Linked DNA regions of Rattus norvegicus: all the other regions are linked to region 3. The links are chromatin contacts, called in public Hi-C maps. All regions are on one chromosome and are shown on one strand. The core of a region is the stretch at or near the end of the contact, and the rest is flanking DNA. Distances in the headings are between cores, read along the strand shown. Region 1 holds the start of Tcf7l2 (transcription factor 7 like 2). Region 2 overlaps Vti1a (vesicle transport through interaction with t-SNAREs 1A). Region 3 has its middle 62 kb from the start of Trnav-aac8.

Region 1 (4,870 bases), core at 1,621-4,120, 110 kb before region 3:
AGGGGGTGTGATTGTTTCTTTCCTAGGCATTTACAAAAATTTTTTTACCGGTCTAGCGTGCTTTTGCTATTCTACCAGAGCAGGGGAGGGGGTTGGGGGAGGGGGAACAAGTCAAACCTGATAGTTAATATTTTAATGCTTAAAAACACTTGTAGGTTTGACTGATCCAATCCCAGCACTGTTCAACAGTGAGCATTTTATTTCAGATTGCCACCTTGAATAAGCGAAAAAAACAAAACAAAACAAAACTAGTATGTGCGAACACGAGGTAGGGATTGCGGCCAGAGGTGCAAAGTGACAACCCCAGGAAGCTGGGCACTAACGCGCCTTCTGTGTCTAGAGCTTCGCAATCCAGGTTTTTTAGCGGGGAAAGGGAGGAGGCAGGGGACAGTGTGAGGGAAGAGGCCAGAGGCCCCGGGGGAGGGGACGATCAGGAACAAATGTCTGCGGTGTGTGCCGGAGGTGCGCCGCAGGGAGAGCCCGGGGAGCCTGGCACCCCGCGCTGCCCTGGGCCCCCCAAAGTTGGGTGGCCGATCCCCAGAAAGGGAGGCATCCCCAAGCCTCCTACACCTCCTTGAAAGCGCTCACCCTAGCCTCTGCCTCTGCCTCTGTCTCTGCCCCAGGGGCCCACAGTGAGCTAGCTGCTCAGGGAAAAGAAGGCCTCCACACCCCATCCGAAGGCACCGAATTTCCCTTGACAAAAGTCCACTCAACAGGCCATCCTGACTACATACAAATCCAGAAGCCCCGCCACACGGGCCTCCCAACCACGCACGGCTCGCAGCTAGCAGCGTGGGGCAGCTTTGCCCGGTCTGCAGAGAAAAAGCACGCCCAGGGCCCCCAGGCCTGCGAGGGGACCAAGCCTGGCAAGTGTGACCTTCCCGTGGAAGAAGGAGCCAAGAGGCCCTGGAGCCTGCGATCGCCACTAGAAAGCTAAAATGACTGGCTAGGGCCAGAGCCTGGAGCTTCCGCAGGGCCGAGGCTGCGCGCTCAGCACCGCGGCTCCTGGAGCCAAAGGCACCGGGAACCCGCGCGGCCCAGCTGGGCCTCCCAGCCAGCAGCCAAGGGGTTAACCTGGGGAAAGCCCAAGACGCACAGAAGAGGGAAGGAAGAGAGGGAGAAGAAAGAGCCACACAGTCCTCTTCCCAGGGACAAGAAACAAACACCACCAGCAAGGGGGGAGGGGGAAATCAGAGCTCAAAAAGAAAAGGAAAAGAAAAAATCAGAAAAGAAAAGAGAAAGAAAAATTAAAAGTCCAGATTGGCACCCCAACAGAGCCCTGCCTGAGGAAAAATAAAAGGCTCCCCGAATCGCGAGGCAAGCACAAGAAAAAGCCAGAACATGGCGAAGCGCAAACAAACCCAGTCCACAAAAGGCAGAGAAAAAGTTTGGAGAGTTCGGGCCGCGAGAGGGGGGGAGGGGAGGGGGGAGGGGCGGGGCGGGGGAGGGGCAGGGCATGCGGGGCCGGCAGGCGGGCAGGGCGGGGAGCGCGGTGGCACTTACGGTTCGGGCGGTGGGCGAGAGCGATCCGTTGGGGAGGTAGGGGCTCGTCAGGTCGGGGATCATGATGAAGGGGTAGCCGGGATACGGTGGCCCCTTAAAGAGCCCTCCATCTTGCCTCTTGGCCGCTAACATGGCGGGGCGGCGGAGGGGACGGCGGCGGCCGCGCGGCGCGGGAGAGAGCGGGAGAAACTTTTTAGCAAGTGTCCCCCCGAGGGCCCGCGCGCGTCCCCAGGGCCCGGCCGGCGCGGGAACTCGGGTAGGGTGGGTAGGGAGTGGGGCGAGGGCACCCGCCAGGCCGACCCCGGGGAGGGGGAACGCGATCGCGCGGTTTTGGGGGCGCGCGGGGCGCACTCACCTTCTTCCAAACTTTCCCGGGATTTATCTCGGAAACTTTCGGAGCGAGGCGGAGGCCGTCTTTCCGCCTTCCCGGAGGGGCGAGGTGGGGAGGGCGAGGGGTGAGAGCCGCGCCGAGGGGGTGCAGGGAGGGAGGGTCGGCGGAGAAAGGGGTGCAGAAAAACACGGTTACAAGTTTTCGCAGCCAGCAGCCCGGGCCACCGTCCGCGCCGCCCGCAAGCCCGACCCGCCTCGCCTCGCCTTCCAGCCCCGCTCTCCCGGCCGGGGAACCGGCTGGAGCCACCCGCCAGCCCGAGGGGCTCTTCCTACCTCGGAATCGGAGGAGCTGTTTTGATTCGTCTCTGATTCATTGACCAACGACGACTTGACATCGGCTAAATCCCTCTCCGCCGAGGAGTTTTCCGAGTTCTTCTCCTCCTGCTCGCCTTCGTCTTTGAAGGAGATCAGTTCGTCGTTAGCGCCTAGGTCATCTCCTCCACCGCCGTTCAACTGCGGCATTTTTTTTTTCACCCACCAGCAGCAATTTTGGAAGAAAAATGAAGGAGGAAGAAAAGGAAAAAAAAAGAAAAAAAAAGAAAAAAGTTTTGCGAGTCCCCCCCAAAAAAAATACTGCAAGAAAAAGACGAGTCCAAGGTTAACTTTTTTTCCTGCTTTGGGGTCTTTCTCTCCTGGGGAGGGGAAAAGAGGGAGGAGGGGAGGGGAAGGGGGAGATCTTCTGCACGCGTGAGTTTGGGTTTCTTTTTTCTCTCGTTCCCAAGGATCCGATCAATGTGCAAAAAAATAATAAATAAAAAAAGGGGGGGTAAAAAAAAAAAACAACAACAAGAAGAAGTCAGATATAAGAGCAAAGGGGGGGGGAAGCCGAAGACACCGAAGGAGCTCGTGCCGCTCGGATTTGAGTGAGTTGAAGTTAGACTGAGCTTTTCAGTTCAAAGGCGGCGCTGATTGACAGATAGAAAAAGGGGGATCGAAATCCGGAGGAACGGAGTAGTCTGGGAGCGGAGATTATTGACAGGGCGAGAGGAACACACTCGCCTTAATGAGATGCCAGGGGGCGGGGCCTCGCGGGTGACGTGTGCATAAATAAACAGCCGGGGTGGGCGGGGCGGGGGCGGCCAACAATGATCCTTTGGGCGCCGGGAGAGGGAGCGGGGCGGGCCGGGGCCGCGGGAGGCGCGCGGGGTGCGGCCTGTGCGCTGCGTGCGAGCCGGGCGCCCGGACGGTGCGGGCCTCGCTCCTGGAGGGGGCGGGTTCCGAAAGACAATGCGGACCGGGAGAGGAGGGGAAGGGGGTGGCAACCCAGTCCGGAATCTGAGCCGGAGAAGGCGGAAGGAAAGCCCACTTGGGGGGCGGGGATGGGGAGAGGCCCAGAAAAAGTGTTAGCCAGAAGTCCTGAAGATGGGGTCCAGGAGGGGAGGACTATGGGACACAAGGACAGGGTGTTCAGTGATTAAGCCCCCGATGAAGTTGGCCGCACTGGGGCGGGAAGAGACATGACTGGTCCAGAAGAAGGCTCACCCCTCTTGCTCTAAGAGAACCTGGGGAAGCGGAGAGGCTGGGCCATCCACAGGGAGGCTGACCCACAGGGCTCCCCTCCCTTTTTTGTTTAATGACAGTGAATCATGTCATTGAATGTAAAGTCCCACTAGGTTAAATATGACAAGAAGGCGTTTTGTCCAAGAAAACAAATACTATAGGTTTGTCTGGAGTATTAAAAATATCCTTAAGGGTAATGTAAAGTTTTTTTGTTTTTTTTAACTGACGTTGGAAGTAGGAAGTGATGTAGGATTCAAGTCCTTTTCGACTTTGGAGGTGAAATGTTTGGGCGGTAACAGCTCATAGGAAAATAAAAGTGAAACTTCACCAAGCCCTGGGGAGGAGTGGGGCTGGAGTTTTTCTCCAAGAGGGTCTGAGAGGATGTCCAGAGACTGTAGATGTTGAGGGCCCTGGCAGAAGACAGTCACCAAAGCTGGCCTGGAAGCCCTCGGGGAAGAGGTGGGCAGCCTAGGAGTTGAGACCCATGTTTGTTGGTTTTTAAGTTCCAGTGAGGGCAAACTGATTTGCTATGAGATGGTGAAGAAAATGTCGAAGGAGAAAGGCGGGATCCCCAAACCGTGTTGCGGCATGGTAGACTCAGAAGAGCTTTTCCTTGCAAATATCTAATGACAAGTGGACTGGGACATCCAATGTGAAAGAGGAAATATATATACATATATCTTGGAAGGAAATAATAAATCGATAAGAACTGGCAACTACCATTAGGTGTGATGTTGTTCTGGGGTCCACAACGTATTAAATTAACCCACCCTCCCCTTTAATAAGCAAATCCATTGTAGATTTCCAAAAGTAGCCAATTTACCGTGTAATATTTAGAGAATTTGGGGTTTCAACAAAACTGTTCTACAGGCTAAGGCCTCAGAAAGAAGACAACAGAAAACAACGATACTGAGATTGACAAGGCCAACGAATCCCCCTGCACTGGGGGGGAAAAAAATCCCAAGCACATTTGCACACTAAAGCCGGAAGATGCAGACAAAAATAAGGATGGGGTGGGGGAGACGGCTGAGAATCACCATCCCACCTCCTAACTTTCATATTCATCAGAAAACCAGAAGTGGAGGGAGAAAGAGACTGGGGAAAAAAAAAAAAACGCAAAACAAATGTGTACATTTCATCCGACGGATTGCATGGGACACAAAGCGGAGGGCTAATTAGTCTCAGCAGGTAGGACTAACCTTCAGACTTCATAAATAAATAAGACAGCGCAGTGTCTAGGAGGGAGAGTAGAGACGGAAAGGGGAATGTTTCAAGACACCAAGTAAAAACACAGAGTCTGAAGTGCAGCCTAGTCTTGAATCTGTGCACAGATGACTGAGCAGTCCCCTTCCTGGGCCTTTCCACTGGATGCCTTTACATTACACATCTGGCCAGATGTCTAGCTGTTTGCCTGGGATGAGTAATCAAGCTGGCAGCTTTACACACTTGCTAATTGCCACCTGAATACATCTTGTGC
Region 2 (4,187 bases), core at 535-3,034, 84 kb after region 3:
AGCCCAAGGAGGGGTCCGCTAAGGAGAGTTAGTTTGCGAGGTCATAGGAAGAGCATGGGTTTGCTCTGAAGGATGGAGGGGCCACTGCGGAGAACTGAGCAGGGCAGCGACTCTGTTAGACGGGTTGTGCTTGAGAAAAGACCAGCTGGAGAATGAGTGGTGTCTGAGTGAGGGCCAGTAGCAGGCAGGCTGTGACTCTGAGCTGAGCTGAGCTACTTCAGAGCTGGACTCCACAGACCTCGAGGAAAAATTAGACAACAGAGGAGAGAGAAGCCAAAGAGCCAACGAAGTCACACACACACACACACACACACACACACACACACACACACACACACACACACACACGCAGAGGCAAACCGTGGTGACTTCAGTCTGTATATTATTCAGAACAGGGGAATCCACAGAGACAGTGGGATGGAGAGGCTACTTGTGGGTCTAGGGAACCAGAGAGAGGTAATAGCTGTCTAACACCGCAAGTGTCCTGAACAGCTCACTTTTAAGTTGTTAATTAGATTTATATATTTTCATTGAATACAATTTGATCATACCCTTTCCCCTCTCCCAACTCCTCCCAGGTCTTCCTGGCCTTCTTAATCACGTGGTGTCATATTCTGTTTCTTCTTCTCAGAATGAAAAAAGTCCAAAAAACCCCAAAAACCTACAATGCAAGGTATAAACAAACAAAAACCACAAGTAAACATATGACAAAAATAAAACGATTAATTATATGCAGTTTTAATTTATGAATTTTAAATTAAAAAAGAGAAAGGTGGGGTTGGGGATTTAGCTCAGTGGTAGAACAGCTTGCCCAGCAAGTGCAAGGCCCTGGGTTTGGTCCCCAGCTCCGAAAAACAGAAAAAAGAAAAGAGAGAGAGAGAGAGAGAGAGAGAGAGAGAGAGAGAGAGAGAGAGAGAGAGAAAGGCAAAATCAAATTAAAACAAAACAAACAAAAAAAAAAACAGAAAAAAAAAAAGAACCCACCATAATAACCCGCAGGGCTTCGTGGTTCAGGGTTCCGTGGACTCATAAACCCCCCTTAAACCCAAAAGACACCGACACCAAGACTTAGAAGAGGGCAGCCAGTGCCCAATGCTGGTGCCCATTCAGTGGGCTTCCTGTCTGTGTGTCCCCATGGGCATGACTCTCTCCTCCCATCTCCCATGCTTTCCTTAGGAGACAGCACTGGCACAGGTAACTTGGCCATAACCTTGCTTCCTGAGGTTCACTCTCCACTCACTGACTCTGCCTTTGCTATGTCAAACTCTGGCTGGCCCGGTAACGTGAGCAGTCCATCTGTTGTGCGGAGACATATTGGGGGAGGGGGAAGCACAGGGGTATGCACAGAGAGGGCGCAAGGTCAGGAAACAGTAAGCAAAACTTTCTGCCATTTGTGTTGGTCATCAGCACCCAGGGAGAATAAAGGGCTCCCTGACGCTCCCTTGTCCTCAGCAAGATTAATTAACATGTGTAAAGGCCACACACAATGTGAAAGGCCCAGTAATGGATCTCCAAAGCTGGAGTCCCTCTTTTCCTGAAGGGTCATGAAGCACGCAGTGGAAATATTGCCTAGAAGACAGGGCTGGACGACCCCGGCCACCAAGAACACAGCACAGAAAGGGCTGGGCTCGTCTGGGGTCCTCTTCATTCTCAGGCTGCATCTGATCTGACAGATGTGCTGAGTAATTAGGCCCTTGTCCATTCAGACTCCGAATGCTTGCACTGCCCAGAGAATGGGGCAGGGATAATGAGAGGCGCGGCCCCGTGGGACTATTCAGAGTGCTCAAATTTGCATGGTCACATGAACCCGAAGGAAGTGGATTATGCTGGCCTGGCCAGGAAGTGGAGACCGCCAAGGCTTTCTCATTTGCATAAATCATGGGGCTGGAGAGCAGAGAGGCTTGTGCTCTCTCAGAGGAGCCCAGCTGCAGCAGCCCGTCCATGAGGTCCGCACATCTCTGTGGCTACAGCCCGCTCTCAGTGACTTCACATGCCATGTCGAGTCATCTGGAGTTTTGACATTATGTACTGTTACGTTCTGGAAATGTGATATTTTTTTTTAGACAAGTGAGTGAGGAGGCTGCTGCACAGTTTCTCAGTGAAGGGATTTCTTTAATCACGCTGGGAAAAAAAACGGTTCTTAGGTAAGGGGTAACGCCCTCCATTATGTCTGCTGCTGTCAACTTAGTTCTAATTGTGCAACAAGGTACTTCAGGAAGAATTGTTTGTGGCTTTAAACGTAGTTTAATGCCTCTCAAAAAGGATTACTTTTATTTTAAGCTTCAAATGAAGGCTACCAATTAATTAGTCCATTTACATAAAAATGTCTTGGATCCGTTACCTGCAAAGATAAAGGGTGAAATCTACCCTCTAATTGGGAGGGAAGAAGGCAAGTGGAATAAACACATTGGAGTCCTGGGCCAAAAGCGGGTGGAAATTATTAATTAAAAACCAATGTCAGAAATCCATTTTATTCTATGTGATATGGGTGATATCAACATGTTAACTGAATACCTTCCCTTACATGTTTCTATTCTATGCTGAGCCACATGGTGTCCCCCATTGTCACCCAGCCAGGGGTGATGGACACCTGCAATCTCAGCAACATGCAGGGCAACGCAGAAGGACCACAACGTCTGAGGCTAACCTATGCTAAAACAAAACAAAACAAAAACAGGTTCTAGACCAGGCTAGATCATATACTGAGGCTCAGTTAAAAATGCAAACACCAACAAAAAGACACGCAGAGCTTCAAGACAGCTCCTCAGTCCTCCAACCCCAACTCTTAGGGCCAGCTGCAGGAGGCTCTGCCCATCACTCTTGGCCGAAGACCTACACCAGTTACTCTCCTCAGTACTGTGAGTCCCACATGACTTCAACACAGGCAGTCACAACAAACTTCCAGAGACCCCAAGGGCAACAAGGAAGGCAGATATTTACCACTGAAAACGCTTAAGTGTCTTAATCACTTTAAACTACACCACTGAACAGAAAGCATATATTACCCAGACTAATTACATGTACTTCCTTGTCATTAGGCATAAATTATTCAGTCTATCCCAAGGGAAAAATATTAAAAGCTTCTTCTTTACAGTAGAATTCATTGTAAAACACACCTCACTGCAAAGTCCCATTTCTCTAATAACCTGCCTTGTCTTTAGTGACTTTAGGTTTGTTTTTACAGGCTGAGGGGATGCTGGGAAACTGGTTTTCTCATTGTGTTTACTGACATAAGGTGGTCAAGTAAAATGCTGTGAAGACTGGAAAGAGAGAAAAGAGGGGAAGTAAAAGTAGTGAGAAACAGAAGAGGAAAGAACAGGAGCTGGGCTGGCTGAGGGCTTGGCGAGTATCACTGGGCTCCACAGACATCAGGCATGGTAGCGCGCAGCTGCAGTCCTAGCTCTCAGGAGGTGAAGACAGGAGAAGTTCAAAATAATCCTCCGCTACAAACGTTTGAGATCAGCCTGGGCTACATGAGACCTGGCCCAAAGAGAAAGAAAGAGAAAAATAGAGAGAATGGGTGGTGGAAGAGGACAAGAGAAGGAAAAGGATTAAAAACAAATCTGACAAAGCAACCTCTAAATTCATTAGAGGTACAAGTTGTACTGAGCAGTAAGACAGAACTCTGAGCTGTGGGGAGGATAAGAGAAACTGGCAGTGTCCACAGGTTCCCTGTCAGAGGGGCTCCATGTGTTGGTGAACTGGCAGAACATTACACTCAGGATGCTGGCCCCTCACCATCCCTATTCTATATGAAGGAGAGGTGTGTCTGTAACACACAGCTCCTCTTCTGGATGGATGGATGGACGGATGGGCTCACGCACAGGCAGGGGTAAAGCAAGGACATGTGGGCGGCCCCCAGGAGACAACTGTCACCAGCAGACATGGCAATGTCAAGTTCTGATAAAGTCTTCCTGGATGCAGAGAAGCCTTTTTACCTCTGACAGCACCCAGATCACACCGTGATTTTTCAGTGAGCTTGGTGCCATCCTGCCTTCCTGCTGAGGATTACGCCCGCTGCAGACCCAGCTACAAAGGTTTCAGAGATGCTGCCCACAAGAGGAAGACATCTGAGGTTTGGATGCTCAGTCCTTGGCCTAAGGACTCTGAGGTGGGGGGGGGGGCGACTATGGAGACTTCTAACCACAAAGAAGGATGGATGAATTCTCCAGAATCAGAGGCACACA
Region 3 (4,271 bases), core at 1,307-3,806:
GGGTGGTGCACGTTTGCTTTCCTGAGACAGCAGATCCCGGACTTGGTAGCAGGCAGCAAGCCTAGCTAAACTGGTGATTCCAGAGAGCGAGCGAGAGAGAGAGAGAGAGAGAGAGAGAGAGAGAGAGAGAGAGAGAGAGAGAGAGATCTTGCCTCAAAATCAAGGTGGAGGCTGGAGAGATGGCTCAGCCATTAAGAGCACTTATTGCTCTCGCAGAGGAGCCCAGGTTCAGATTCTGGCACTGACACAGGCTTCAGGACTATCCAGGACTTTAGTTCCAAGGGATGTTCTGACCTCTGCAGGTACTGGGCACACATGTGGTGCACAGACATACATGCAGGCAAAATACTCCATCGCATAAAAATAAAATAAATACACCTAAAACCCAAAACAAGGTGGGTAGCAGTTCAAAAGACACCCAGAATTCATCTCTGAGTTCCACATACACATGCACACTTATGTACCTGTATACAAATGAACACACACACAGACACATTCACACACACACATATACACACACAGTCACACACACAATACATTCACACACACATACATTCACACACACTCACACACACAATACACACACAATACACACATATTCACACACATTCACACACACAATACATTCACACACACATACATTCACACTCAAACACACAATACCACACAATACACACATATTCACACACATATACACACACATTCACACACACATACATATACACATACATTCACACACACATGCACATACACACACATTCACACACATTTACACACACATATACACACATTCACACACACATGCACATAGACACACATACATACACATTCACACACATACATTCACATACACATACATTCACACACACACATTCACACACACATTCACACACATTCACATCATTCACACACTTTCACACACACACATTCACACACACATTCACACACATTCACACACATACATTCACACACATACATTCACACACACATTCACACACACATACATTCACACACACATTCACACACACACATACAGTCACACACACAGTCACACACACATTCACACACACACACATTCACACACACACATTCACACACATACATTCACACACACATTCACACACACATACATTCACACACACATTCACACACACACATACAGTCACACACACAGTCACACACACATTCACACACACACATTCACACACACACATTCACACACATACATTCACACACATACATTCACACACACATTCACACACACATACATTCACACACACATTCACACACACATACATTCACACACACATTCACACACACATATATACACACATTCACACACATATACACACACATTCACACACACATATACACACACATTCACACCATTCACACACACACATTCACAAACACACACACACACACACACACACACACGTACAAATACAAAACGCAAATAGATGCAAAGTTCGAAATTCCCTAAATTATTTTACTTCAGCATTACCTGTGGCTGGGAATTATCTACACGGAAAAAGCTGAGACAATCCTGGTTGCCCTGTGTCCCCAATACTCAGCAACTGCCCCCTGGCGAGCCACACAAACTGTAGCTTTCCAAGACAAGGTCTCCCATTTTACATACCAGCAAACTGAGGCTTGGAGAGAAAAGTCACTGAAGGGCTCGGTGTCAGGTGACTGAAATCAGGATCAGAAGCCCATACTCCTGAGGTAAAGGTGCCTCCAGTTAGCCTAGCTGTGGTTCTGGTTTATGTGGGAAGAGCCTACTCGGCCTGCCTGGGAATCAGATTACTGAGAAGCACTCAGGAGGGTCCTGAGTGAGAGAGTGCGACAAAATGGAGTAGACAAGGTTTCACCTTGTCTGTGGACCTTCCCTCCTTCCCAGATTCTTGATGACTTCCCTGGGTAACAGCTTTTCTGAAGTGTTATTCATCTGGAGAACCAACCCTGAGAACATCTGGACGCAAGGAGTTACATGAGCTGGTGTCACACACACATCAGCCTGATGTCATGGGTCCCCTACCTACCAGCTTTGATGTCCCATCTTTCCAGAGTCAACAGTATTCCATGTGTGTGTGTGTGTGTGTGTGTGTGTGTGTGTGTGCGCGTGTGTGTGTGGTGCACATGCCAGCTAGCCCAGGGATCTACATGTCTCTGCCTCCCTAGCACTGAGCTCACTGTATGTCACCACATGGCTTTTTGCTTTTGCTTTACTTGGCTTCTGGAGATTGGAGCAGGCTTTTTACTGATGGAGCCGGATCCCCAACCTTGGCGTTCCGTTTTGCAGTAGAAACCTGACCCCCACTCTCCATTAGGAGATGAGGACACAGATGCTTATCCACGGCCTGATTCCAATCTTGAAGCTTGTGCTTATGTCACCAACTGAGATGGGACTCACTGTCACCGCAGGGAGCTGAGAGTATAGGGTCAGGGAACGGGGGGGGGGGGGGGGGGGGGGAGGCGCTGCTGAAGAAGTTCCCTGTATCACAGCAGGGAGGAAAGGGCAGAGGCACGAGACCGATACTGAGGCTCCCGAGATAGCCTTTCTATTCTTGGTTCTGCAATGTAGCTTGCTGTGTGCCCTTGGGCAGATCAGTTCCTCTATCTAATGCTCAGTTTCCTCATTTTCTACAACCAAATGCAGAATCTTCAAGACTTTCCCTTTCAGTTCGAAAGAGCCCAGAGCTCTGGCTGGGGTGCGGGCTGTGTGTGAAGAAATAGGAGTCTTGGTTTCATTTCGTAACCTGGGCCCCTCAGTGCTTCCCAGCTGGGGCTGGGAACAAGACCAACATTCATTGACAAATGAAGGTGAGTTTCAGAGAGGCGGCAGGCAGCCTTGGCTGTCACAAAACTCTGACAGAAGGACAGTGCTGGGGAAACCCCAGTTTCTGTAGCGGAGGCCCTGATTGGTGTAGAGCGTTTGCGCTTCCTTCAGACCAAGGCCTCTAGCTTGCCAGCTCCCATGTCATTAGCTGCTGGGTTTGATCAATGGCAATACTATAAACAACAAATAAGTCCATTTGCTGGCAATTTCAGTCATTTGTGGCATTTAATTAGCATAATTGACCCAAACTAGAACTTTCCCTTCCACCTGAATTTAAAAATACATCTCCACTAACCCCCAGTACATCTGAGGGAAAAAAAAAAGTTTTTTAATGAGGCTTTAACTAAAGCCCAATATCAAAACACTATATAATACTTTTATCTCATCGAAGACATTTGATGCTTATTAAAATATTACTGCTTTAAGGCTTATTTTGATTTTTTTTTTTTTGCCCAAGAGTGTGAGCAGAGCCTCACTACTCAGATAATAACAAAGAAACCTTAAACATGGAAAAAAACCCACACATGAAAGGTAATATGTTCCCCATTAGTCCCAGTATCATTTCCTCGGGATTACTGCTTTCCAAATATAGCATTAGCTTGAAAATAAAAGGCCGTTTACAGTAATGGGACACTTGGTACTACTTTGGAGCATGTGGGCTCTCCAAGGACCTTGTACAACGGCTTCATTAAGCGGGAACTGCGGGGGAGAAAGGCTGGGTTAAAAAAAAAAAGAATCCCAGCATGTCTCCTCAAAGGCCCCCCAGATAGGCCACCTACCCTGACCCAAGGCCCGTGTCTAACAAGCTCTTAATTCCGCTTTCAGAACTGCTTTTTCACGCGTTGTTTCTTCCAGAGATGAAAACATTTTTTTGAGGCTGACAAGCCATCAGTTGGGTGCCACCCGGGAAGAGAAGCCACGGTCTGAAGCTGTGCTTTCTGGACTCACCGACGGGAGAACACAGAACAGCCAATGGTCATCCTGGGTTTGGGAGGTCTCTCCTTATCCCGAGAGCCGGCAAGTTTAGGAGCAGTTAGAGCCTACCAGCTTGTCTGAGTGGACATGGAGCAGCAACTGCTTTGGTTGCTGGGTATGGCTGAAGCCTGTTTACGGTTGGATGACCTACGCTATCCAGGGACAGAGCAGTCGTGTACACTGAAGGGCCCTCTCAAGCGGCAGCTAGGGCCACTCTAATTCTCTCCCATGGGCTGGCCTGGGTCAAGCTCCCACTGGAGACTGCCAGTCAGCCGAGGGCCTCTGAAGAGACTCACATTATCTGTTTGCTGTTTCGGTCTGGCAATGCAGACCCCTTCTGATTTGGGGAGCCAGCCTCCTGGCACTCACTAAATGCCCTGTTCCACAGAGTGAGGGAGCAACTGTCTAGCCTGAAGCAAGAGACATGGGCCCCTGGTTTCCAATCCCCATTTGGAAG

The links. Hi-C and Micro-C count contacts between places; a contact is called where the count stands out from the background.
Region 1: a Hi-C map of liver shows a contact between it and region 3, with 2.6 times the contacts expected there. The contact joins the promoter of Tcf7l2 here to the enhancer-like site in region 3. A contact is called at or near these places in 2 of 12 Hi-C or Micro-C datasets (hepatocytes and liver).
Region 2: a Hi-C map of liver shows a contact between it and region 3, with 2.1 times the contacts expected there. The contact joins two enhancer-like sites. A contact is called at or near these places in 3 of 12 Hi-C or Micro-C datasets (hepatocytes, kidney and liver).

What each region holds. Positions count from the first base shown.
Region 1 is chr1:264,789,335-264,794,204 of GRCr8, reverse strand. It overlaps Tcf7l2 (transcription factor 7 like 2), which reads right to left and starts at 2,870. Exons shown (of 15, transcript NM_001415805.1): 1 at 2,167-2,870; 2 at 1,859-1,925; 3 at 1,504-1,628. The coding sequence starts at 2,355. It overlaps LOC120100061 (a long non-coding RNA gene), which reads left to right and starts at 1,624. Exons shown (of 2, transcript XR_005499758.1): 1 at 1,624-1,759; 2 at 2,042-2,404.
Region 2 is chr1:264,596,323-264,600,509 of GRCr8, reverse strand. The region is part of intron 7 of Vti1a (vesicle transport through interaction with t-SNAREs 1A); the gene reads right to left. Among named protein-coding and RNA genes, the nearest start is that of Trnav-aac8, 150 kb to the left of the region's middle. Within about 2 kb of position 1,784, at least 29 of the 93 cell types and tissues checked have an H3K27ac peak or open chromatin away from gene starts, as enhancers often do. A contact at or near this core is called in liver, where this site is marked.
Region 3 is chr1:264,680,891-264,685,161 of GRCr8, reverse strand. No RefSeq gene overlaps it. Among named protein-coding and RNA genes, the nearest start is that of Trnav-aac8, 62 kb to the left of the region's middle. Within about 2 kb of position 2,556, at least 17 of the 93 cell types and tissues checked have an H3K27ac peak or open chromatin away from gene starts, as enhancers often do. A contact at or near this core is called in hepatocytes and liver, where this site is marked.